4 separate regions of the Mus musculus genome follow, and regions 1, 3 and 4 are each linked to region 2. Evidence: chromatin contacts called from public HiChIP or PLAC-seq and promoter capture Hi-C data. All regions are on one chromosome and are shown on one strand. Each heading gives the region's core, a stretch centred on a gene start, on an enhancer-like site or on the middle of the called end of the contact. The rest is flanking DNA. Distances are from core to core; before and after follow the strand shown. Region 1 holds the start of Tbrg3 (transforming growth factor beta regulated gene 3). Region 2 holds the start of Ndufa6 (NADH:ubiquinone oxidoreductase subunit A6). Region 3 has its middle 19 kb from the start of Mir3080. Region 4 has its middle 14 kb from the start of AW121686.

Evidence for each region. Promoter capture Hi-C pulls out the DNA fragments that hold promoters and counts their contacts. HiChIP or PLAC-seq counts read pairs in DNA pulled down with a chosen protein or histone mark.
Region 1: a contact with region 2 is called in a promoter capture Hi-C map of stem cell-derived epiblast-like cells, with 6 times the contacts expected there. The contact joins the promoter of Tbrg3 here to the promoter of Ndufa6 in region 2. A contact is called at or near these places in 21 of 39 promoter capture datasets (the 3T3-L1 cell line, 3T3-L1-derived adipocytes, the C10 cell line and 13 more), 1 of 15 datasets of contacts at CTCF or cohesin (the NIH/3T3 cell line), 10 of 484 Hi-C or Micro-C datasets (CD4 T cells, the G1E-ER4 cell line, LSK cells and 4 more), 21 of 115 datasets of contacts at active chromatin or transcription factors (astrocytes, bone marrow-derived macrophages, differentiating embryonic stem cells and 12 more) and 2 of 9 other capture datasets (adipose tissue and embryonic stem cells).
Region 3: a contact with region 2 is called in an H3K4me3 HiChIP or PLAC-seq map of forebrain, with 5 times the contacts expected there. The contact joins the enhancer-like site here to the promoter of Ndufa6 in region 2. A contact is called at or near these places in 3 of 39 promoter capture datasets (embryonic stem cells, hippocampal neurons and stem cell-derived epiblast-like cells), 1 of 484 Hi-C or Micro-C datasets (cortical neurons) and 11 of 115 datasets of contacts at active chromatin or transcription factors (astrocytes, craniofacial prominence, embryonic hindbrain and 4 more).
Region 4: a promoter capture Hi-C map of hippocampal neurons shows a contact between it and region 2, with 3 times the contacts expected there. The contact joins the enhancer-like site here to the promoter of Ndufa6 in region 2. A contact is called at or near these places in 6 of 39 promoter capture datasets (the HPC-7 cell line, embryonic stem cells, frontonasal cranial neural crest and 3 more), 1 of 484 Hi-C or Micro-C datasets (embryonic stem cells) and 13 of 115 datasets of contacts at active chromatin or transcription factors (bone marrow-derived macrophages, differentiating embryonic stem cells, double positive thymocytes and 7 more).

Annotation. Positions count from the first base shown.
Region 1 is chr15:82,897,054-82,899,753 of GRCm38.p6, reverse strand. It overlaps Tbrg3 (transforming growth factor beta regulated gene 3), which reads left to right and starts at 1,293. Exons shown (of 1, transcript NR_027799.1): 1 at 1,293-2,700. The region is part of intron 1 of Tcf20 (transcription factor 20); the gene reads left to right. It overlaps Gm20324 (predicted gene, 20324), which reads right to left and starts at 674. Exons shown (of 4, transcript NR_045068.1): 1 at 486-674.
Region 2 is chr15:82,353,002-82,355,807 of GRCm38.p6, reverse strand. It overlaps Ndufa6 (NADH:ubiquinone oxidoreductase subunit A6), which reads left to right and starts at 1,517. Exons shown (of 3, transcript NM_025987.3): 1 at 1,517-1,727. The coding sequence starts at 1,580.
Region 3 is chr15:82,939,374-82,942,073 of GRCm38.p6, reverse strand. It overlaps a transcript of Tcf20 not described here. Among named protein-coding and RNA genes, the nearest start is that of Mir3080, 19 kb to the left of the region's middle. Within about 2 kb of position 1,428, at least 79 of the 459 cell types and tissues checked have an H3K27ac peak or open chromatin away from gene starts, as enhancers often do. A contact at or near this core is called in astrocytes, cortical neurons and forebrain, where this site is marked.
Region 4 is chr15:82,993,920-82,996,619 of GRCm38.p6, reverse strand. No RefSeq gene overlaps it. Among named protein-coding and RNA genes, the nearest start is that of AW121686, 14 kb to the right of the region's middle. Within about 2 kb of position 1,254, at least 12 of the 459 cell types and tissues checked have an H3K27ac peak or open chromatin away from gene starts, as enhancers often do. A contact at or near this core is called in forebrain and hippocampal neurons, where this site is marked.

The DNA.
Region 1 (2,700 bases), core at 44-2,543, 540 kb before region 2:
GCCCCTGCGAGGCGGCCACGGCCTCAGCCGGGGGAGCCCTCCCTGAGGCGCGCCGGAGCGGGGAGTGAGCCAGCGAGCGCGCGGGCCGGAGCGAGCCTCTAGGGGCCGCGGCCCCGGCCCGCCCCGCCGTCGGCCTGGGCGTCCGCGCTGGAGGCGGTGGAGGCACCCCCACCCCCACCCCGCGCCGCGCCGCCGCCCCCTCCCCTCCCAGCGCCGGCGGAGGCCGAGGGACGGGCCGGGGGGCTCCTGCAGGTAACCGCCGCCCGGCCTGAGGAGAAAGGGCAGCCCGAGGGGCCGGGACCGGGCCGCGCCGCTCAGGCTGGCTGCTGGGAGCACAGGTCGTGGCCCGGCCCGCCCTGCAAGTGCTGAGCCTCGGGAGTCGCGGAGCGGGCTGAGGGGACCGGCGTGGGCTGCCGAGGGGTCAACGGCCAGGACCGGCGTCAGGGCAGAGCGGCCGGAGGCTCTGGGGCTGCGGGCGGAGATACCTGGTCGTTGCGGCCTGAGGTGCTGAGGGGTCCACGTTCTTGGCAGCCCCGCGGGGACCGGCGTTGCTGGCCTCTTGGCCGGGGGCTGGGGGCGAGGCACCCGTGAAGGGCCGGGCTTGGAGCGGGCCGGGGAGGGGCCGGCTGGGGCTGGCGGAGCAGCCGCGCGAACACCTGAGGCCATGTGGATGCGGCTGCCTGTCGCCTGCCGGCGGCCCAGAGCAGGTACCCGGCGGCGGGGCGCGAGCTAGGGGCGCAGGATGCACTTCCTGTGTGGGGCGCTCTCCCCTCCCCCGCCGCGGTGAGCAGGGCAGGGCGCAGGGTCCCGCGGAGTCCACGAAGGAGCTCTTTCTCGCGGGTAGGGGATGGGAAGGCGAGGCTCTGAGTCTCTCTTCCTCATTCTCACGGAAAAGTGGTGGCTTATAGAAGAGTTTGCTATCCGGCCTGCGGCGGGAGGTGGGATGTCTTGAGTGCGCCGGGATGGGAGTGGAATTTAGTGTGTGTGTGTGTGTGTGTGTTGGGGGGGGGCAGTGGAGCTGCGGATTCCTCCACGGTTTGTGGGTGCGGACACCAGTTTTGCTTGCCTGCCTGTATTCAACTCCTTTGGGGACGAATCAGAATTAGGGGTTTCTACCCGAGCTCTGCGTTCTCCCTCCAGAGATTAGATGACTCTGGTAAATGCTATAAAAATGGATGGAATTTTTGAGCTATTATCTAACAGGCTGATCTTTGAATGATAATTGGACCCTTATGTTAACAGCCTTAGTGAAGAGTTTTATAAAAGATTTTACATGGGGTGGCATTGGCAGCTGGGGAAACGGCACTAAATTCTGATCTAGGAGGCCTGGAATGCACTTCCAGCTTGGCCACCAAATAAACTGTAGCCCTGGGCAAGTTACCTACCCTCTCATGCCTCAATTACACTTCTGTTAAAGACTCCCTTGCAGGCCAGACATTTCGAAGGTTTATTTGAGTTTGGTTTGGTGGTTCTTCCACTCCGGTTTTGTGCTCGCTCTCATTTTGATCATAGGAACTTTACTGAGAGATGTAAGATGCGCCTCACTGGCTTGAGAAGTAACTTGGTCAGGGTAGTTTGTGCTCAATTCCCAGTGCTTTTCTGTGCTTCTGAAGAGAAAACGCACACTATTAATAGCAGTCTAGCTTATGTTGAATGCACATTATTATGCTTTTTTTTTTTCCTTTGTGATAAGAGTTTTCCGAAAAAGCACTGGCTAATTGGGAAATATGGATGCGATGATTGGGTCTGTTTTTGTTGGAAGCCCTTTCCACGTGGGGAAGGGATGCTATTTCAAGATCTTTTAGGTGACTCTTACTTGGCTAACTTCAAATTCCAATTTCAGTCTTGGAGTAGGGATAAAGTAGAATTAGCTATGCGATGTAGTAGGCTTGCAGAATTAATATCCACCTCAGGATGCAGTAAATGGTTTGCATCCCCGGTTTATTCCTAGTGGTAGCAGGGTACTTCCCTGGCAGATGCTGAAGAACCCGTTAGTTTTACTGATTTTCTGGTGTGTGAGGGCCCTGGGCCATATGCTTTTGAATGGTAAGTACTCTTAGACCAACTTGGATTTTGCTCTTGTTTGTGGAAGACTTTGTTTTGTTTTGTTTTTGTTTGTTTTTTTGTTTTTGCTCAATTCCCCATAAAATATAGCTCACTATGGTTTTTTTAGATCATTTTTTAAAAAATTTTGGTCTGTATAGCCTTAATGGTCTTTAAACGTGGATGGCAAAATGGGCTCATAATGTTTATCTTGTGTATGTGTTAAAAGAAGGTTTTCTTTTATATTAGTTAAAATCATGCCTGTCACATAAGGAGACACTTAAGATTATACATATGAGTTATTTGGAATTTTTTATTAGGACTTGAATTATGACCTCATGTTTACTGTATGATTTGAAAAAGTGCCAGTTACTTGAATTAGAAGCACCTCTCACACTCAAGTATGTATTATGCTTGTTTTATGGCTTATGAAAAAATTACTATAAAGCTTTACTGTGGTAGTTTGTGAGTGTGTATGTATGTACGTATGTATATGAGAGATCTTACATAGGTAAGATAGTAGGAGAATTGCCTTTATTAAGTTTTAACTTAGAGAGGAAAGGAAGCTAACATTTACGTTAAAAACAAAAACAATGTATGGACTTAGGCCAAAGAATTCTAAACTGTCCTAAAATGTCTACCCAGTGGACCTAAGAG
Region 2 (2,806 bases), core at 268-2,767:
CACATTATGCAGGTGCTTAATAGAGGCTAGAAAAAAGGTTACTGGGCCCCTTAGAGCTAGTTATGGTAGTTGTGAATCATCCAACATGGGTCTATAAAGAAAGTCCCAGGTTAGCCAGGTTTCAAAAAGGAGGGGAGAGAATAAAAGAAAAAAACAAAAATCAATAATGTGGTGGTTTGGGCCCCATAAGTTCATGTGTTTGAATGCTAGGTCCCTAGTTAGTGGAACTGTTTTGGGAAGGACTAGGAGGTGTGGCCTTGTTGGAGTATGTGGCCCTTGTTGAAGATGTGTCACTAGAAGTGACTAGAGGCCGGCCCAGTCTTTCTCTATTGTAAGACCTCAGCTGCTGCTTCAAGGCCACTCATGCCTGCCTGCTGCCATGCTCTCCTCCATGAGAGTTTAAATGCTGTGTGCTGAGCATATCTGTGTGCATTGTACTTTGACTGGAAGTACTGTTTGTTCAAATCACCACAAAAATATCCATAAAAGCATGGTGCACTTACTATATTAGAATGTCGTTAGGCAGCAATTCTTCAGCTTTTATTTATATAGCAGCGAATATATATAGATATATACCATAGAGTATAGATATAGATTAGATACAGAGGTAGATATAGCTTCCATGGTTTGGGATGTAAAATCCCTAGTCTAAAATGGAAATGATTAGGCTAGGTGAAGTAGCACTAAGGAGACTGAAGCAGGGGAAATGTGGAGTGCAAGGTCAAATGTAACTGCGGGGCTGGAGAGATGCCTCAGTGAGTGCTTAAGCACTCTAACTGCTCTGCCAAAGGACCTGGGCTCAATTCCCAGCTCCACAAAGCAAATCATAACCGTCGGTCCCAGAGGAATCCATAGCCTTCTTTTGGCCTCCATGGACTCCAAAAAGCACACGTGGCGCACACCTATACAAACATCCAAAACACCCACACACATTTATTTACAAAAAGGCAACCGCAAGTGCTGTGGGCACAAACCTGCAGAGGCAGAGAAATCACTGCAAGCTCTGAGGCCAGCCTGGCTGGTCTACGTAAGTGAGTTCCAGGCCAGGCGCAGTGAGACGACAACTCAAAACAATGGCATGAAGTAAGTAAACAAACGGGGCTGAGAAACGCCAAAAAGCTCAAGCCAGAGGCGCTTTTGCGATCGACACCATGTCTACAAGAAAACGGTTTTCCGGAAGCACATACACAATATGCTCAGCAGTACGCACTGTTGCTGCGGAAAGACTGCCATTGCCGCCTGGCACCGTTATCTATGCCCGAGGTCTTCTCCTCCGAGCCTGCCAACCACGGCGCCTGGCTGAAGGAACAAACTTTTGGTAAGAGCAGACAGAGCGCCTCACCGCTGCCTGAAGCCTCGACGCTGCGCCTCCTGGTGGTTCCTCAGCGCCGCCGTTGAACGAGCCAACCCCGGATCGGTGTTTCCGCGGTAGAGCATGCGCATTGCAGAGCCCGAGGCTTCCAGCCAATCAGAGAGCCCTAGTCCAGTCAGTCCTTCCCTCTGCACTGCAGGAGGCACGGCAGCGAGTCCCGTGGCACCGCGCGTGCGCACGCTGAAGGGGCGGGGCTTCCTCGGCAAGATGGCGGCCGCGGCCACCGGCCTGCGCCAAGCTGCTGCTGCGGCAGCCAGTACCTCGGTGAAGCCCATTTTCAGTCGCGACCTGAACGAGGCCAAGCGGAGGGTGCGCGAGCTCTACCGCGCTTGGTATCGGGAGGTGCCGAACACCGGTGAGAGGCAGGGGTGCATTCGGGGCGCCGGAGGCACCTGCCCAAGGTCTCTCGGCCGAGCTGAGGTCACGTAGTGGGACAGAAACGAGCCCTGGGCTTCGGGGGAAGGGGGTCACCCGAGCCAGAGTGCCCCACACCGGGACAGGGCTTCCGAGCGCCCCAGTTGCTTTGGTGGCCTTTGTTCCTTATTTCTTATGGAGCCCCTGGGAGGGGCGTCCGCGGTCCTGAGCTAGCCCCGGGTGCTTCTTGAACCCAGCTTTACAGTTCCAGAGAAGGTTCTAGATGCCCATTCGATTTTGTAACTAAAGTGGCGAAGGGCTTTAGCAGTTATCTGTTACTTAGTCTGGAGAACAAACTGCATCACGAGAGGGAAACGACTTGACGAAGGTCACCCAGTAGCTGCCTGCTGCCCTTTGAAGCCTCCAGACGAAATGGCCCCTCAGAGCTCCCCAGCTTTGCTCACTAGATCAGCTTGCCCCAGAATTTTGAAGTCTAACCCCCTTCTGCTGCAAAACACGCCTTTTCCCGTAGGTGGGAGAATCTAGTCTGTTCACCTGAGTGGCGAGTGTGAATCTGCAATCTTGGTTGTCTCCCTCAATGCTGCCACTGTAGTGGATTTTAAAAGGGGGTTAGCGAGAGTTCAAATGTCCTACATATGTCAGGGACATCTTTTGTTGTTGAGTAGACATGTATTTAACTTGAGCTGATCTGAGGGGAAAGGCGTTTTCCAATGAGTAACAACAGCTCCACAGCACGCCTCAGCACTGCTTGAGAGGCAGCCACACTGTCCTCAGTTTCGACCTTTATTAGCTGTGTGACCTTGGGTAAGATTTTTCACCGGTATTTGCTCATCTGTGAAATGGCCATAATACTGTCTTCTTCCGGGAGTTACTGTATTAAATAGGTTACTTAAGTAACTGATATAAAACTCGGGGGAGGCACTGATGGGAGAAGATTCCTCTTAGTTATTAGAACACAGACTGGAGAAAAAACAAAACAAAAAAACCATGCCCACCTCAGGCTGGAGTTTACCTGACAGTAGTTATAATACTGCACCCTTCAGTCTCTGGGCCTGATGC
Region 3 (2,700 bases), core at 179-2,678, 590 kb before region 2:
GTGTTATTGTATATTTTAGCCGATTGTTCCCCATACGCCCCAGTCTCTTCGGGGTGGGGCTGGGGGGGATGGGGGAGTAAGTAAATTATATATTGAACTCCTAACTGGAGCTGAGGCCTTGTGGTTCCCATGGCAACCAGGCTGGAAATAGCTCGGCGTGACATCAGCACGGTACAGGTATAGCCAGATCCAGCCGTTCCCCAAACAAGCTGGCTCCAAGGGGAGCAAGGGATGTGTGTCTTAATTAGCATATGCAAATCAGGCCTGGCAAACAGGGTGGGGCCTAGGGTGTCCTAGCAGGGTCTGTGGCCATGGCTAGGGCTTCTGGCAGATAAACGTGCCGGGATGTTTGTGGGTACCGGGACCCAGTCCATCCCTGGCATACAGCCTTGTGCTGGGGCTTGTTGGGACCTCCAGTGAGGGTCTTTGCTGCCTGGGCCTGCCTGCCCCATAGGGCTCTGGGAGCATGGCCAACTGGGATGCCGAGGAATGGGCTGGCACACATGGGGAGAAGCCACGGTGATTCCCTGCCTAGGCTCCAGCAGGGTCTGGCTCATCTTTTCTCCCCTGCCCATCCCTGCTTGTGTGAAAGGTACAGGACTGCTGCTCTCCAGTGGCTCTGCTGCTGTGTCCCACCCCTGTTACCACTCACCCAAGTAGGGAGGAACAAGCCCCATTGATGCCAGCCTGACAAACGAGGCCTCTTTGGGCCATCTCTTGTTCAGTGCCCACCTCAATGAAATGGAGGTGCTTTTCCTGTTTTGTCCCCTGTGGAATGGTGAAGAGACTCAGAGAGCATGGTGGGCCCTGTCCAGTTGGGGTTGGAGGTTTCTCCATGTCGTATGTATTTAAACCAGTGCTTATCATCCAGTACCTCCCTCCCCAGCCACACACAAACACTTGCTCCATTGAGACTCCAGCGCTCACAGTACACTTCTAGGTGAGGTGAAATATTGCCACCTTCAGCGTGGTGGTTTCCACGCGAGGGCTCTTGGCTGAACTGCCAACACTCCAGCCAGGCGTGCTCTGTGGCTAAATGAGGTAATTTATTCGTTCCAGCAAGTGCTGAGGGTGTGTGGAGTGAGTCAGGCAGCCCGGCACGCAGAGCATTCAGTCTTCAGCAGAGGCAGACGTGCACTGTGGTTGGGATTCTCTGTGGGTCTTCAGGGGTCTTCGGAGATTGTCAAGGCCACCAGGCCTCTGAGCCATGCCTTTGGGGCACACTTTCTACTTGGCAGTGAAGGGGCACAGGGCAGGAGTATTCCTGGGAGAGAAGCTGTGGGCACAGAAGCAGAAAGGGACATTTTGTATTTGGGGATAGGGTGACTTTAGACTGAAGTTTTGGGGATGAGACCAGAAAGGGCTGCCGATGCCAGCATCAGGGGCTGGAAGCCAAGGAGTCTAGCTGTGACTCAGTGAGAGCCATTGGCAGCACTGGAGAGGGGTGGGGGAGGGAGGGATGTTTCATGCTAGCTTCAGGAGGAAAAGGACTGGAGAGACCTAGGAATGAGGCCGCTCAGAGGGAAGGTGGTAGTGATGCCAGTGGTATTGACATGAAAACAGTTCTGTCACTCTGGAGACCCTGGCTGTCAGGGTGCTTCTCCCATTGGAGGATGAAGAGGGACCTCTGGCTTCAGCTTCTGCAGCTTATAAAGTTGTGGAGTTACAGTATGTGAGCGTTTGTTCTCCGGGGAGTGGTGGGCAGGTGTGGGGAGGAAGGGCTGCTCGCCATAGGTGCTTCCTGCTACAGTCTCTTGTATTTCCGTCCTGGCTGGGTTGTGGCCCTCTACACATGAAGGTGGAGGTGAGAATCACCCCTGGCTCTCTCAGGCTCCTGGTTTGGGGGTGGATGGGCATTATTTTCATCCCAGTTGCCATCTAGGGATGAGCCTGGAAACCTGGAGATGCAGATAGGATCTGGCACCGGGTACCAAGCTGTGCCCTCCTGGTAGATACATTCAGAGGCCATGGGTGGTGCAGGGCTACTTGGGGTGCGAGGAAGGGCCTTGTGTGGTAGGTGACCTTTCTGAGCCTCTGGGACCAGGCTGCTGGGACCAATGGACATGAAGGTCACACTGCGCCCTTTACTGCTGTCTCTGTGCTCCTAGTGACCCCTGGAAGTTCCTGGAATTGATCTTGCTTGCCTCCACAGGGCCTTGGAAGCCATTTCTCCCTCCTCCAAGACCCCTACTTCCTCAGCACTCACTGTGAGAAAGCCTCTGGCTACTGGTGAGACACTGTCTGGTCCTGCCCTTAAGGGGCTCTCTGGCACGTCTGGAGGTACACATGTGAGCTCTGAGAACCCCTTGGTGCTGGAAGGGGGGGTCAGCACTGTGGAAGCTTGTTGGGGATCCTGCCATTCAGTCAACACTTCTGAGCCTCAAGGAGCTAGAGGAGCAGGCGGGAGACAGGTGCTGCAGCGACGGCACAATGAACATAGTATACCTCAGCCGCATGGATCCAGTGGGCTGAGCTGAGCAGAGACCCTCATATTTGCGTACACTTCTAGATAGTACACCCTCACTGGACATTTCCTTGTCACCACCCCGACCACACTGGTCTCTCATTTTCCGTGGGTCCCAGTTGCCTGGACTCTTAACTTCATTACACTGCCCATTCATGTAACCAGCAGCTCCTGTTTCTGTCCCCACCTCTACCAGCCTATAGGGCTGCCCTCAAGAATGAGGGAGGCTTACTCAG
Region 4 (2,700 bases), core at 5-2,504, 640 kb before region 2:
GTCCAGCTGGAAGAGTACTCAAGAGAGGCTGGCCAGATGGGGGAGGTGAAGGGGAGCCCTGGACTGGCAAGGAAGGCTGATATGACTATCTCTTTGGTGAATCTAATCCTTGTCCCTGCCTGGAGGAATTTCCATCTTTTTTTCTGGTCCAGGTTGCTGTCCCTCTGAGGTTTTGCTGCCTATTAGCTTCTTCAGAGTCTTAGGGCATCAGGAACATTTCAAGGGCTCTGGCACCCTCAGGCTCCACACCTTCAGCCTCTCCAAGAGTAGTAAGTGGCTGGAATCTGACGGCCCCTGCCTGCCCCCTCAGTTGGTGCCAGCTCCCTCCCCCCATCTTTACAGAAGAAAATCACCTCTAAAAACCAAACACAGGAACTAGGTACAAGAACTGTGTGCCCCCCTCCCCCAGAAAAAAAATGTCAGAGGATTCTGTGCAGCAGTTTCCATGGGAACATGTGCTTGTTATCAGTGATTCTTAGTGGGGCTAGAGTGTCCCTCACAGTCATTATCACAGGACTCTAGTGGGTGGCCGCTGTGGGGGGCGGGGGCTGCTTCAGCTCTTTGACCACTAGTTCTTACTAACCTGAAATCGAGTTACAGGCAAAACCTGCCTTTTTTCCCCTTCATCTAATTTAAAGGCCGTGTTCCAGCCTAAGGATGCCTCTGGGACTTCAGGGATGGATTTTTATGTAGTTCAATAGTTTTCTTGGCAGACAGCTCTTCCAGGAGAGGTGGGCAATTGCCTCAGCCCAGCCAAGCTGAGTGACGTCAATCTGTCCCTCCTAAATGCCTGGGGATGTCATTTGCCCACTGGAGGGGCCTCGTCCCTGAATCGACACCCCAGCCCTGGAGGCACTGACACAAGGCTCTATGAACCTCTGCAGACTGTGAACCGACTCCTCTGTGAACTGTGGTTATAATTACGGCCCCCGAGCCTTGATTGAGCGCTGGTTAACTGCTGCTTTCTGCACTTGGCATCGAAATGCTCACTACGCACACAAGCAGGTGACACAGCCACCGAGTGTGGTGAAACATTTAAACTCCAACAAGGTGAAGTTTGCTCTGATGCACCTGCCACCTTCCTGCCTCCATCTGAATCCCCTCCCTAGGGATTACCACCGAGGCCGCTGGGATGGCTTTTATCGCATCTGTACATTTGGACGGAGAAAGTCTGGGGTGTTTGTGGGAGGCTTCTGAAGAGCTTGTGCAGTCAGTCTGTAGCTGTTGTTTGCATTGGCTTTGCTCACAAAGGCCCACGTGGGGATCTGCCTAAGACAGTGTGTGGATGCAGCCAGACTCTAATTACAGCAGAGGACACAAGGATGGATGGTCCTAATTTAATCAGGCCCTTATCAATGGCCTCTTAGGCTGTTTACAATCTCTGTGTAAGGTATCACAGGGAACAGCCTCCTACCCCCACCTGGACTATACCTGCTGAGCCCTCTCTGTGGGAATGAAAGGGATTCCTCTAGCTTTCAGGGTGGAGGTTCACTGTGTCAGTAGGCACTGTCAGGCCCAGCATGGAGACTGTACTGATTTCTGTCTTTGGACTTTTTTTTTTTTTCTGTAATGTCTTCTCATGTTGGATTCTGAAAACAGACCTGCAGATTGGGGTGGGGGAGAGAGGCTGATCTCCCTGGCTTACCAGAGCAGAAACTATTGTTGAGAGAAACTAAGAAACATAACGAATGAGTCCAGAGGAGATAGGGCAACTCTGGACTGGCTCCAAGTGTGAGCATGTCTCCATCGATCTGGAATGAAGCCATAGGTAGGGGCGGAATAGAAGGAGCTATCCAGGGACGCAATGTTGGAGACACCCATGGAAAGTTGAAGTCTCTGCAGAGATGGTTGTATCCAAATTTTCCTTGCACCACCTGCTCTCTCTCTCTCTCTCTCTGTGTGTGTGTGTGTGTGTGTGTGTGTGTGTGTAAGAGAGAGAGAGAAAGAGAGGGAGAGAGAGAGAGAGAGAGAGAGAGAGAGAGAGAGAGAGAGAGAGAGAGAGAGAATGCTGTTGGTTTACATCCTTGGTAAAACAGAGGAAGGCCAGTGCAGGTCCTAGAGAGTTAGGTTTGCCTAGCAACCTATACCTGGCAGCTTGGACAGTGAGATCCCAGGCATGCCCTAGAAATTACCAGGCACAACATGCCTCGTAGCGTGAACCACCTCTCAGGAGCTTCATAATCCTGGATAATGCTGCTGTAATTGGCACTGCTCTGCCTTTACAACCCTCTCATTGCCTGAAAACTTACTTTGCAAGTGACAATGCCTGATGTCTGGGGTGGGTTTTATTATACCAATCTGTGGGCCCTCAGGGGCCCAGCAATCTTGCCTTCTGCACTCTGGACTCCTCATTCGCAGTCCTCGGTCTCTATGGATGGGATTCTGGCTAAGCTCTTTGCCTTGCATGAGAACATGGCCCCTGCATGATAGGCCTGTGATAATCTGGGGACTGATTGCCTCTTCAGATCAGATCCCTGTCCCCTTTCCTCTGTCCCTTTGGCCTCTTCTTCAGACCTTCCCCGATCCTGCACCCAATTAGTATTTCTATAGCTCAAATCTGACCATCACAAGCTCATTGCCTGCAGGACTCCATGGCCAGATTCATTGTAACACAGGGGACAAGATGGCTCTGTGAGTTAGAATGGTCCTGGGGGGAGTAGGTATGGACATGGCTAAGGATTGGATGGACACGGGCCTCTG